Linked DNA regions of Gossypium hirsutum: region 2 is linked to region 1. Evidence: chromatin contacts called from public Hi-C data. All regions are on one chromosome and are shown on one strand. Each heading gives the region's core, a stretch centred on a gene start, on an enhancer-like site or on the middle of the called end of the contact. The rest is flanking DNA. Distances are from core to core; before and after follow the strand shown. Region 1 holds the start of LOC107917515 (transcription factor bHLH93). Region 2 has its middle 6.5 kb from the start of LOC107917355.

What was found. Hi-C and Micro-C count contacts between places; a contact is called where the count stands out from the background.
Region 2: a Hi-C map of leaf shows a contact between it and region 1, with 2.1 times the contacts expected there. The contact joins the enhancer-like site here to the promoter of LOC107917515 in region 1. A contact is called at or near these places in 6 of 34 Hi-C or Micro-C datasets (callus, fibers, leaf and 1 more).

Annotation. Positions count from the first base shown.
Region 1 is chrA01:33,635,243-33,641,369 of Gossypium_hirsutum_v2.1, forward strand. LOC107917515 (transcription factor bHLH93) reads right to left here and starts at 1,333. Exons shown (of 4, transcript XM_016846855.2): 1 at 768-1,333; 2 at 534-692; 3 at 211-378; 4 at 1-135. The coding sequence starts at 1,250. The coding sequence ends at 49.
Region 2 is chrA01:33,668,365-33,674,414 of Gossypium_hirsutum_v2.1, forward strand. No RefSeq gene overlaps it. Among protein-coding and RNA genes, the nearest start is that of LOC107917355, 6.5 kb to the right of the region's middle. Within about 2 kb of position 4,712, at least 3 of the 9 cell types and tissues checked have an H3K27ac peak or open chromatin away from gene starts, as enhancers often do. A contact at or near this core is called in fibers and leaf, where this site is marked.

The DNA of each region.
Region 1 (6,127 bases), core at 83-2,582:
TTATGGAAGAAAATGAGAAATTCAGCAGAAAGTTGTTTAGTATTGTTCCTAAACACATCTTCCACCATAGCCAGCATTTCTAAATAATGCCTTCTTTATATCTTCACACTTCATTAATGTTGTCTGTTCCAGATCCTGAAATAAATATCAAAATATATTTGTAATGATTAAAAACGAAATTAAAACCAAAAACCCAAACAATTTTGTTACCTCAGAGCAAGAAGCATGCATTGCAAAATCATTGAAACAACTAATGACACATTGTTGAATCTCAAGCCCCGATGCTTCCATTGTTGATACGGTTGATAACAACAATCCTGGATCCCCTCTGCAACAAATCTCTATCCTTGTATCCCCATTTCTTCTTTCAACCTCAAACTGCAACGAAACACGTTTCGAAAATCACATTTCAAACCAAATACACTTTTTGATAACAATGATAAACAATATCAAATTTTTCAAAAGCTTTTCTTCATAGCACTTTTCAAAAACAATCTTAATCATAGGTTTGATAAGAATTTTAAAAATATTACCTTGGGTGTATTTCTCACTATCATTTCATTTGGTTTTTCACCCTTGAAAATGTGATCCATGTTTGAACCTGCTTCAACTTCTTGCTGCAAACTTTTGATCCTCTCCAAGAGCTCTTTGGTATAATCTATGGTATCCCCAAGTATGGATGTACGGTCCATCTGTTGAAGAGACAAAAAATGGGAAATAAAACCAGTAATAAGAGGCTTGAAATCTGAATTTTTGCAGTAAATTACCTTGCTTATCTTAGGCACAATGGATCTTAACATCAAAAGACGATCGTTTAGCCTTTTTCGTCTCCTTCTTTCAGCCATCAGATTCTTTGAAGGCTGCCTTTCCAACTTTTTAGCTGGATTGTCGGGGTGAGGTGATTGAACAGGCTCGGTTTTGCAAGTAGCTTTAACATCCAACTTGTGAAGTTGATGTACAAGGAATCTGGATTCTTGGTCATCATGTTGTTGTTGGAGTGGGAATGATGGTGTATCAAATGTGTTGCTTTGTGAAGAGAATTCATCAACAAAGGGACAGTAGATTGGATTGAAGTTGTAAGTATAATCTTGGTGAAATGGCAATGGAAGAAAGGTAGATGAAGGTTTGTGATCATCAAAGTTCCAGGTGCCATTAGAGAAAATCCCACTCATATCTGTTGGATTTGTGTCCCAATTCTCTCCTCTCACACCTAATAATTCTTCGAACAAACCTTCTTCATTGATCTCCATCTCTTTGCTTCGTGTAGGGAATGCTATTATTAGGCGATGCCTTGAGAGAATGAAAGTCTCACCATTGTTATTAAAGTGGGAAAATAAAATACTATATATTCATATATTATGAAACCATGTTACATGTAATTAGCCCTCACAGGCCTGGAATCTGCTTTTCTCATTTGAAGGGTGATCTTGTCTTTTTCTTACCGCCATAAATCTATCTCATCCAAAATATTAAGATATGATTTCAATTACGATTTACGTCATGAAAAATGATTTATATAAAGATTTCTGCCTTAAAAAATAACAAAACTAAATTAGGATTTTCCTTAGCAGTTGACAGGTTTGATCATTAATGAGGTTAACGGTAAGCACTAGAAGACGTCACGTGAAAGAATACTAACGTGGTTAGTCAAAATTTTAAAAAATAAAATAAAAATATATACATTCAAAATGAATCTAGAAAAATGGTTATCCAAATTTATTTGAATCTAAATAATAAGTGTAGAATTATAAATTTTTTTTTAAAATTATAAAAAATATTAATAATTACTAAATAAAATATTATAAAACTAAAATAAAGAAAAAAATTCAAAAAAATATTAATAATTTATAAAAATTTAATAAAATGAACATATAAAATAAACGTTGTGCAAATTATAAAGAAAATTATAGATGATAGAAAATATTAACAATTATTAAAAAAAAAATCTTAATTTCAAACACCAAAAAATCTGGAAGACTCCCTTTTATGGCCCAAAAGTGAAATTGATAAATAGATATAAACAGAATATTAAAAATTTATATACAAAAATGAGATAGTAAATTTATGAAGTAATGATAACGTGGGTTTTATCAAAATAATGTTATTTGGCTTATGTGGATTTAATGAGGATTACAACAATTTGAGACAATATTGCTTTAACTAATAATTTCACATTTTCTAAAAACAAGTAAGATTTGATAAGCCAAAGAAAAATCTCCTTTCTGGTTCATGGAAATGTTTGATGAAAATTTAGTCAGTAATTGAAGGAGTTTATATCGCAATTAAAAATTACCCTAATGAGATATGACATTACCAATGACGTTTGCCATTTTTGACTTCTATTCTTGCATTATTTCGAGATTGACTAGCAAATATGGGATAATTTTTACATGGGTTTGTTTATATGTCACATTCTTCATCTTTAAGAAGGTGATTTAAGAATTTGGATATTTTCAAATTTTGTATTTATGTGCTAGAAATCACAATATTGAAATGTGTTTTAAATCATAAAATATACCTATTTGAAATTAATTAAAAATAACACATAAAATATGTACAATATTAAAAACATAAAAAAAAGAAGAAGATTAAATTGTGTTATTAGAACGAAATTTAAACTCATAAACATATCATATTAAGAATACTAATTGAGTGCAATTATTCATCATGGTGTTGTTATCAATCTTGAGTTAACTTATAACACCAACTCAGTTAACATTTTTATTAATAACAAACTCTGTCACACATTTGTGGATGTGGAAACCACAAATTTGTTTTTAATGAAATGTATGATTTAAAATTAATTAATAATAACATATGAAATATACATGGCACCAACTCAATCTACAACATTATTAACATATACAACCGATGGAGGTAATAAATTGTGCATATTAAAAATAAAAAAATATTTAAAATGAAACTTTGGTTGAGTGATCATTTTGAGGTTTTACTAATTCAATTGACATAGGTTTAAATCTTATTATATGCATATTTTTATTGGTTTTTATCAAATAAAAAGACTAAAGTACCCTCAAATAATATAACTTATTTTAATTATGAAAGGGTTTTTTCGTAATTGGATTAATAAAACCTTAAATTTACCACTCAACTAAAGTTTTATTTTGATTTTTTTTATGTATTTTTCATGTGTAATTATTGTTAGTTAGTGTCAAGCCATAGTGGTTTCCACACACATACATGTATGATAAGATTTCTAGTATTAAAATAAAAATATATAAAAAATATCAAAATGAAACTTTAGTTGAATGGTAAGTTTGAGGTTTTACTAATTAAATTGACAAGGGTTTAAATTTTATCATATGTATATCTTTATTGGTTTTTGTTAACATTAAAAGACTAAAATACCCTTAATATAACTTATTATAATTACAAAAGATCATCTTTGTAATTTACTTAACTGAGTTGGTGTTTGATTGGCTCGTGAAACCAACTCAATCAGGGACTTAAATAGAATAAAAATATAGATATACAACTGATGAATGTAATAAACTGTGTATATTAAAATAAAAATGTATAAAAGATACAAAACTTTAGTTGAGTGGTAAATTAAAGATTTTACTAAGGCATTTGACGTAGATTCAAAATCTCATGTGCGTATTTTTTATTGGTTTTTTTAAAGCAAAAAGACTAAAATATGCTCGAACAATGTAACTCATTTTAAATACAAAAAGATATTTTTGTACTTTCCCTAACTAAGTTGGTGTTCGGTTGGCTCATAACACCTACTTAGTCAAGAGGTTAATTAATAGCATAGATATACACAATCGATGAAAATAATAAAATGTGTATAATAAAATTGAAATATATACAAGTTTTAAAAAAAGTCAAAATTTGTTATTAGATCCTGTACTTTGTGTAAGTTGTGGATTTCTATACTTTTTCAATTTTTGAAAATTTTAGTATTGACCAAATGGTTGTAATTACATTTGTTTGGTTAAATTATGCTATTAGTCTTATATTATGTGTGAAGTTAGAGAAATAATCCATGTTCTCCAACTAGATTATTCTTAGTCATTATGGTTTTTTAATTTCAAAATTTTAGTCTTAATGCAAACAGTAATTGTTAAACCTATTAACTGATTTTTTTTTGTGAGTAATATGTGAAAATAACAAGCTGACATAGCATTATATAAGTAATAATATGTTTGATGCATCAAAATTTAAAAATAATAGAACTTAACTTAATGAACTGAACAATTATCATTTGACTAGGACTAAAAGTTTCAAATTCTAAAAGTATAAAGATTGAAAATGACCAAATTAAAGTGAATGTACTAAATCCACAACTAACACAAAGTATAGGGTCTACTAGCAGAATTTAACCCTTAAAAAAAGTTTTAATTAGGTGTTAAATTAAATGTTTTAGTAATACAATTGAAGTGAGATCAAATCACTAAAATATCCTCCTTATTGTAAAAATAAAAGGACAACTCCATATTTTACTTAACTGGATTAACTTAATAATAATAGTATATATTATGAGAGTGGCATAAACAAATGCGATATGGAAATTTCTAATTATTTTTAGGTTTGAATTATGACGGCGAAGCCCAACATATAGCTAGAGGTTATTTATTTATTTATTAAAATAATATAAAAATTAAATTAAAATATAATGAGTTTGGGTGTGGGCGATAATTGTTAAAGATGTCATTAACGTGGGCAGGAAGGGAAGATATTTTGGAGTATTTTTATTTAGGGATTTGATTTAGTCTTTGTTCTCAGTATTTTTTAAATATAGTTTACATCTTTTAATTCCTTTGGTTAAAATTTAATATATTAATTATACAATAATTCTTTAAAAAAAATCAATTAAATTCCTACAAACTAAAATTTATAAGGAAGTCGACAAAAAAGATTAGAGAATTAATAAATGTCTCATGAAAATATAATAAAATATTAAGAAAAACATATAATAACTTATAAAAAAAAATGATCAATACTAACTTTCCAAATACAAAAAAAGAAAAAAAAAATCAGCATGGAATAATAATAAGATTTTGCTTGTCGTCAAAAAGGAAGTGTTGAATGGTGAACCCCTCTATAGTTTCATCACGTGCACTTCTAATAGTGGCATGTGCATCATATACCCACGTTTAACTAACTGATCCGGATGGCAGCTCCCTACAACGACATACACTTACCCAACACTCTACTCAATCCTATTCTTCCATTCTTCACGCACCCTAAACAATAATTTTCTTTTCTTTTTTTAAAAAATTACTTATATTGTTTTATTTTAATATTTAATATTTAATAATTTTATATATTTTTTATTTATGAAAACTTTCTATATACTCATCTTAACATTATTTCAATATTTATATTAGAGTAGTATTATATATTTAGTATACATTTATTTTTTTAATGTGTTCTAAATACAAAAATAACATAATATAAAGTATTATAAATTTAAAACGGGTCGGATTGGGTCGAGCTCAAGCCTTAATGTTTAAGATCGAACCCAACTCATATTTTAAATGGGCTTAATTTTTTCCAATCTCATTTTTCGGGCCTAATATTTTTGCCTAAACTCTCTAAAATTTTGGCCAAGCCTTCGAGCTTAGGCAGGTAGCCCAACAAATGAACAGGTCTAAACATAACAGCATGCATGAAAATTTACATGTACTTCATGTTAATTTTTAATTTTTTTGATATATTTTTATAATTATTAAATTATTTATTGACGTGACATATAATATAAATAATGAATGTTAGCTTAAAGTACATATAAACTATCACGATAATTGTCATGTCAATATTGTTAAAAAAATAATGTTTTAGTTAGTATTTCTGGTAAGAAAACGATTTGACTTTTTTTGATAGGTTAATGATCAAATTTAATTAAAAAAAATGCCAAAGTGATAAAATATGTAAATGTTGAGATTTAAATTTATCATTATATTTAAAAATACCAGCCTTTTATTTTTTTTAGTTTAATTAAATTAACTAATTAAATAAAGTTTTTATAGTAATAGAAAATAAAGTTTAAGCTATTATGAAATAAATAAAAGAGAAAGTAAAATATTAAGAAATAGGAGGGCAAAAAAGAACTTATTTTCATTAATCAACGAGAATGTTTATAAAGCTTCTCTAAAGTCTA
Region 2 (6,050 bases), core at 3,462-5,961, 37 kb after region 1:
ATGACCATTTTGCCTCTATGCTTGAAAATAAATTTTTATCGAATTTCTTTGCATCTTAGGCCTAGATGAACTCTTTTTACACTTATAGCAACCCAAAATTCTCTCTATTTCACACATTTATCACTTATTTTGCAACTTATGCAAAATTGTCCCTTTAGGTGTTTTCATGCTAGCACCTTTCTTAAATGTTGTCTATTACACAACTAAGACTCATATTCTTCCATAAAATTTCAGAAAACACCCTAAATTCTCTCATAGAAAAACTCTAGACTTTCAACCATTTTGGAAAATAGAACTCTCATTTGAAAGCTCAAGCTTCAAGGGTCTCAAAAATACAAAAATCATCAACAAAGGACATGGAAATCACTTACTTGTGGGTGCTTCAAGTTGCTGAAATTTTTGAAGCTTAAAACCCCTAAGAATAGCTGAAAAATTGGTGGAGAAGAAACTATGAAAAAGATGATATCTTTTTCTTTCTTTATTTTATTCACTTAGGTCATCATATTACCTAACATTAACTTTTCAACACACTTGTCTCCTATGGCGTGCCAAGCCAAGATTTAGGGGTCTAATTGCCCTTTAAAATCCCTCAATTTTTATTCTTTAGCTAATTGGCACCTTTGGCTATCAATTTAGGACTTTTACATTTTATGCAATTTAGTCCTTTTTTGAAATTGGGCTCACAAACGTCAAAATTAGCTCACCAAAATTTTCATGTACTATTATAAACATGCTATGACTCCAAAGTAATAATAAAATAATTTCTCTGACTTCGAATTTGTGGTCCCGAGACCACTATTTCAACTAGCCCCAAAATCGAGTTGTTACACATGTGGACAATATAAGGCTATTTACCAAGCCTATTTTCCACCCTTACTTACACAACCTATGCAAAAGCAACCAAACCAATACAAGGATAACTTATTTAAAACAATCAGCCACAATAGATTGCATTCCAATAGTGCATTTTATTCATCTATGAAAATGCATCTTTGCATATAAATCAAAATGCATATTTGCCATCATTCAAGACTTAATACAAAATGAAGAGTTACCAACCCAAGCCAACACATTTGGCCAATTCTCAATGACACAAAAATAGTAAAGTCTAAGCCCTATACATGCCATATTCAAAAATATAAATCAAACTATACCGAATACTTCGATTGATAGTGTGATCGATATCTCTGATTCCCGTTGATCCTTGAGCTAGATAAGCGGCACTATAAGAAAATGGAAAAGGAGAGGAACTAAGCATAAACCTTAGTAAGTTGCACATAAATGAATATACAACATAAATTTACCATTCATCAGCAAACTCATAACATACAATTAGGCATAAGAAAAACTTACTCATCAATATTCGGTACACATCGAATATCATAAAATGGGCTCATATTTTATATATATACCAAACAGGTACCTGTACCACTCACAACACAGTTATACTTTCCTCGTTAACTTGAAATCGTAACTTTCACCGTTGAACCATTTGGAATACTATCAGATATTCATTAAGCCTCAATATAGGGTAAGGTGTCGATGCCATGTCTCATACATGGTCTTACACAAGTTCTAGCATATCTGTGCCGATGCCATGTCCCAGACATGTCTTACACTGGCTTACGTCTCGAGGCCGATGCATGTCCCATACATGTCTTACACTAGCACTTGTCTTAAATACCGATGCCATGTCCCAGGCATGGTCTTACACTGGCTCTCATAATGTGGCTGATGCATGTCCCAAACATGTCTTACACTAGCTCACAATAACCCATATGTTATGGCATGAATATCCGATTTATTTCCTAGGTTTAAACGGAAACTCTACTATCTCTATTACCATCATGCTTTCTCAATTCCACAATCATGCAATTCATGCTATATTAAATTCAAGTACAATTTAACACATACATTAACATTGTAGTTGTATTATTTACATACAACTTACCTCGGATTACAAAATGTGGCGACTAGTCAATTTAATCGATTTGCTTGGCTTTCCCCCGGTCTAGGTTCGGATTTGGTATTTCTTGATCTATAATAGAAAAATGTACTAATTTAGTCACTAATTAAAATTAGGCAATCAAAAATTTATATTTTTGGTAAAATGACCATTTTGCCCCTAGACTTTGACAAAAGACCATTTTACCCCTAGGCCCAAAAATTGATTTTTATCGAATTTCTTTATATCTTAAGCCTAGCCGAACCCTTTTTACTCTTATTGAAACTCAAAATTCCCACTATTTCGCATAGTTAACATCTATTTTACAACTTATGCAATATAGTCTTTTTAAGTGTTTTCATGCTAACACCTTTCACAAAAATTGTTCATAACACACCCGAGACTTATTTTCTTCCATAAAAACTCAGCAAACATTACAAACCCTTTCATGGCAAAACCCTATACTCTGGATCATTTTGCAAAATAGTACCTTATTTGAAAGCTCATGCTTTGGGGGTCTAAAAAGTACAAAGATATTCAAGAAAAGCCATAAAAAATCACTTACTTGTGAAGGCTTAAAGTTGCTGAAATTTAAGCTCTTAAAACCCCATTCAATGGATAATTTTCGGTGAAGAAAGAAGATGAAAAAGGGATGATATCATCTTTCCTTTAATTACTCATATTTTAGTCAAAATAAGCCACCTAACCTACCAAAATTTGAAAATTTAACCACCTTTGTCTCCTACGGCCGGCCATGCCTCCCTAAAGGGTCTAATTTCCCTTTAAAGACCCCCAATTTAGGTTCTCTAGCTATTTGGCACTTTTAGCTATCAATTTAGGACTTTTGCATTTTATGCGATTTAGTCATTTTTCTCAATTGAGCTCACGAACGTCAAAATTAACTCACCAATTTTTTTATACTCTAATATAAACATGCAATGACTCCAAAATAATAATAAAATAATTTATTCGACTCCGAATTTGTGGTCCTGAGACCACTATTCCTACTTGGCCCTAAATCGGGCTGTTACAACACCGATTAGGGCGAATTCATTTCTAAGACAGTGGATTTACCATGACGCTGTAAATTTATGGTTTCATAATTCGTTATTTATTTTCCAATCAATGCTAATAGATTTGTTTTGTAGTACATTATTTTTCAACACATGTTATTTGTAATATCATCTCAGGTTATCATGACAATATTAATAAAAAAGGCTTATTATATATAAAAAAAATCAACGGTTGAAAAAATCATGAAGATCAGTGTCATAAGGTTTTCTCTATTAACGCATCAAAACCTTATTTATTTCAACGACCTACCCCTTATTCAACGACTACCTTAAGACAGATGAATTTTTCGTCTAACATGGATGCATTGCAAAACTAACAAACAAAATAGAAATTTGGAATGCTCATTGCATAAGAAATGAGAATAAAATTTACAATTTTCTTTGTCAAATGGTGAAAGATTCGGGAAAGGATCCCACTAGTTACCCAATTCTATTGCCTTCTCCTTCTAGACTGAATAGGGAGTATCCACCACCAGATGCACATGAGGAGGAGGATGAAGATGTTGGGTTTGGTAGTACTTGAATTGTTGTTTACAAATGTAAAGGCTGATGATGGGTTTCTATGGATGGTGCACTTTTTGGCATGTTTCCTTTTGTAAATTATGGATGTTAATTTTAGTACTTTAATTATGGATGTTAATTCTTAGTACTTTTGATCTTAGTTCTTATTCTAATTTTTCTTTCTTTCTAAATATGGATTACATAATACATATTAATATAATTTTTGTTATGTAAAGTCAGTAAAGTGTAACAGATGGAATTCTAATTCAAAAGAACGAAGACTTGTGTTTTCTTCATACAACTATTAATAAAGTCATCGATATGGCTAGAAAGTTATTAAGGGAAAGGAATAATGAAATCAAGTATTGAAAACCTATACAAAATTTTAACAATTACTAAAGTTTTTATATCTTTACCAAATTTCTAATATAATATCAATATCTTAGATACTTTACCAAGCCTATACCAAGGTTTAGAAGTTACCAAAATATCTAACGATCTAAAAATATTTTAAAGAATTTACCAAAATTTGTAAGCATTTACAAAGTTTTCTAAGATTTTATCAATATTTCCAAAATTTCTCAAACTATACCAAGTTTTAACCGTGACCAAAATTTTTAAGCATTTACCAGAATTTAGCAATATTTCCAAAATTCCTTAGCCTATACCAAGTCTTAACAATTGCCAAAATTTCTATGACTTTACCAAATAATCCAATGATTTACCAAAATATCTAAAACTTTACCAAGATATCTAACGATTTACCAGAATTTCTAATGAATTTATCAATATTTATAAGCTTATACCAAAAGTCTTATAGATTACCACAATTTCTATTACTTTACCAAAAATCTAAAGGATTACCAAATTATCTAAGATTTTACCAATATTTCTAAGGATTTACCAAATTATATAAAACTTTACCTGAATTTCTAACGATTTACCATTACTTTTAAGACTTTACCAAAATATTTAATTATTTACCAAAAATTCTGACACTTTACCTTACTTTACAAATATTTCTATTGTTTACCAAAACCTTTAAGATTTTACCTATGTTTACAAAATTCCTCAACCTATGCTAAGTCTTACCAATTACCAAAATTTTTATAACTTTATCAAAATATTTAACGATTTACCAAAATTTCTTAGACTTTACTCAAATATCTAAGCTTTACCAAATTTTCTTAGGATTTACCAAAATATCTAATGATTTACAAGAATTTCTAACAATTTACCAATATTTCTAGGCATATATCGAAATTTCTAAGCCTATACCGAAATTTCTAAAATTTCTCTGTCTATGCCAAGTCTTCAAAATTTCTAAGACTTCACCAATATTTGTAATTGTTTAAACAAATTTCTAACACTTTACCAAAATATCTAGGAGTTTACTAATATTTTCAAAATATCTAAGAGTTTACTAATATTTTCAAAATTTCTAAGCACATACCAAGTCTTAACAAATTAACAGAATTTTTATGACTATACCAAAATATCTAACGACCTACTACAAGTTCTAAGATATTATCAAAATATTTAAAACTTTACCATACTTTCTTAGGATTAACCAAAATATCTTATATTTTAACAGAATTTCTAACAATTTACCAATATTTCTAAAATTTCTAAGCCTATACAAGAAGTCTTATAAATTACAACAATTTTTATAGCTTTACCTAAATATCTAACAATTTACTGTAATTTCTAATGATTGCAAATATTTAAGGCTATACCAATAATTTTGCCAAAATTTCTAAGCCTATACAAACTCTTAAGAATTACCAAAACTTTTATAATTTTACCAAAATATCTAACAATTAACCAAAGTTTCTAAGACTTTACTAATAATTTTAATTATTTATCAAAATTTCTAAGTCTATACCATGTCTTAACAATTATCAAAATATCTAACAATTTATCACTATTTCTAGTACTTTATCAATATTTTTAACAATTTATCAAAATTTGTAATAATTTACTGTTATTTATAAGGATTCATCAAAAAATTTAAGACTCTAAAAAAATATTTTTCCAAAATTTTAAATGATTTATCAGAATTTAAATTTATAAAGATTTATCAATATTTATATGAATTTATTAAAATTCTTAAAATAAATTTTTTTATAACTTATAAACTTTTCCTAAGCTTTTTATATACAAGGCAATAGTAGAAATGCCAAAGTAAGCAAGAGCAGTTTTGGGGTCTCTTTCAAATGTTGCCACCAGACAACCCACGGTATCAGATTTTAGGGTTTATTCTTGGAGCTCAAGGAAACCACCCTTTGTCAGCTATGTATCAAAATTGCTTGCAGGCACCCTTTCATTTTTGGGTTATTTTTATTTGATATTTGCTTGGATTTTAATATTTTTCATCAAAATAATCTATATTTTATTATAATAAAATAATATAGTAATTAATAATAAAAATGCATGTTAATAAATATCTTATTTGTAAAATAATATTTGAAGGAAAAAGAAAGGTTAGGCATCATGACATTGCTTCGCCAATGGATTAACTTGACCCCACC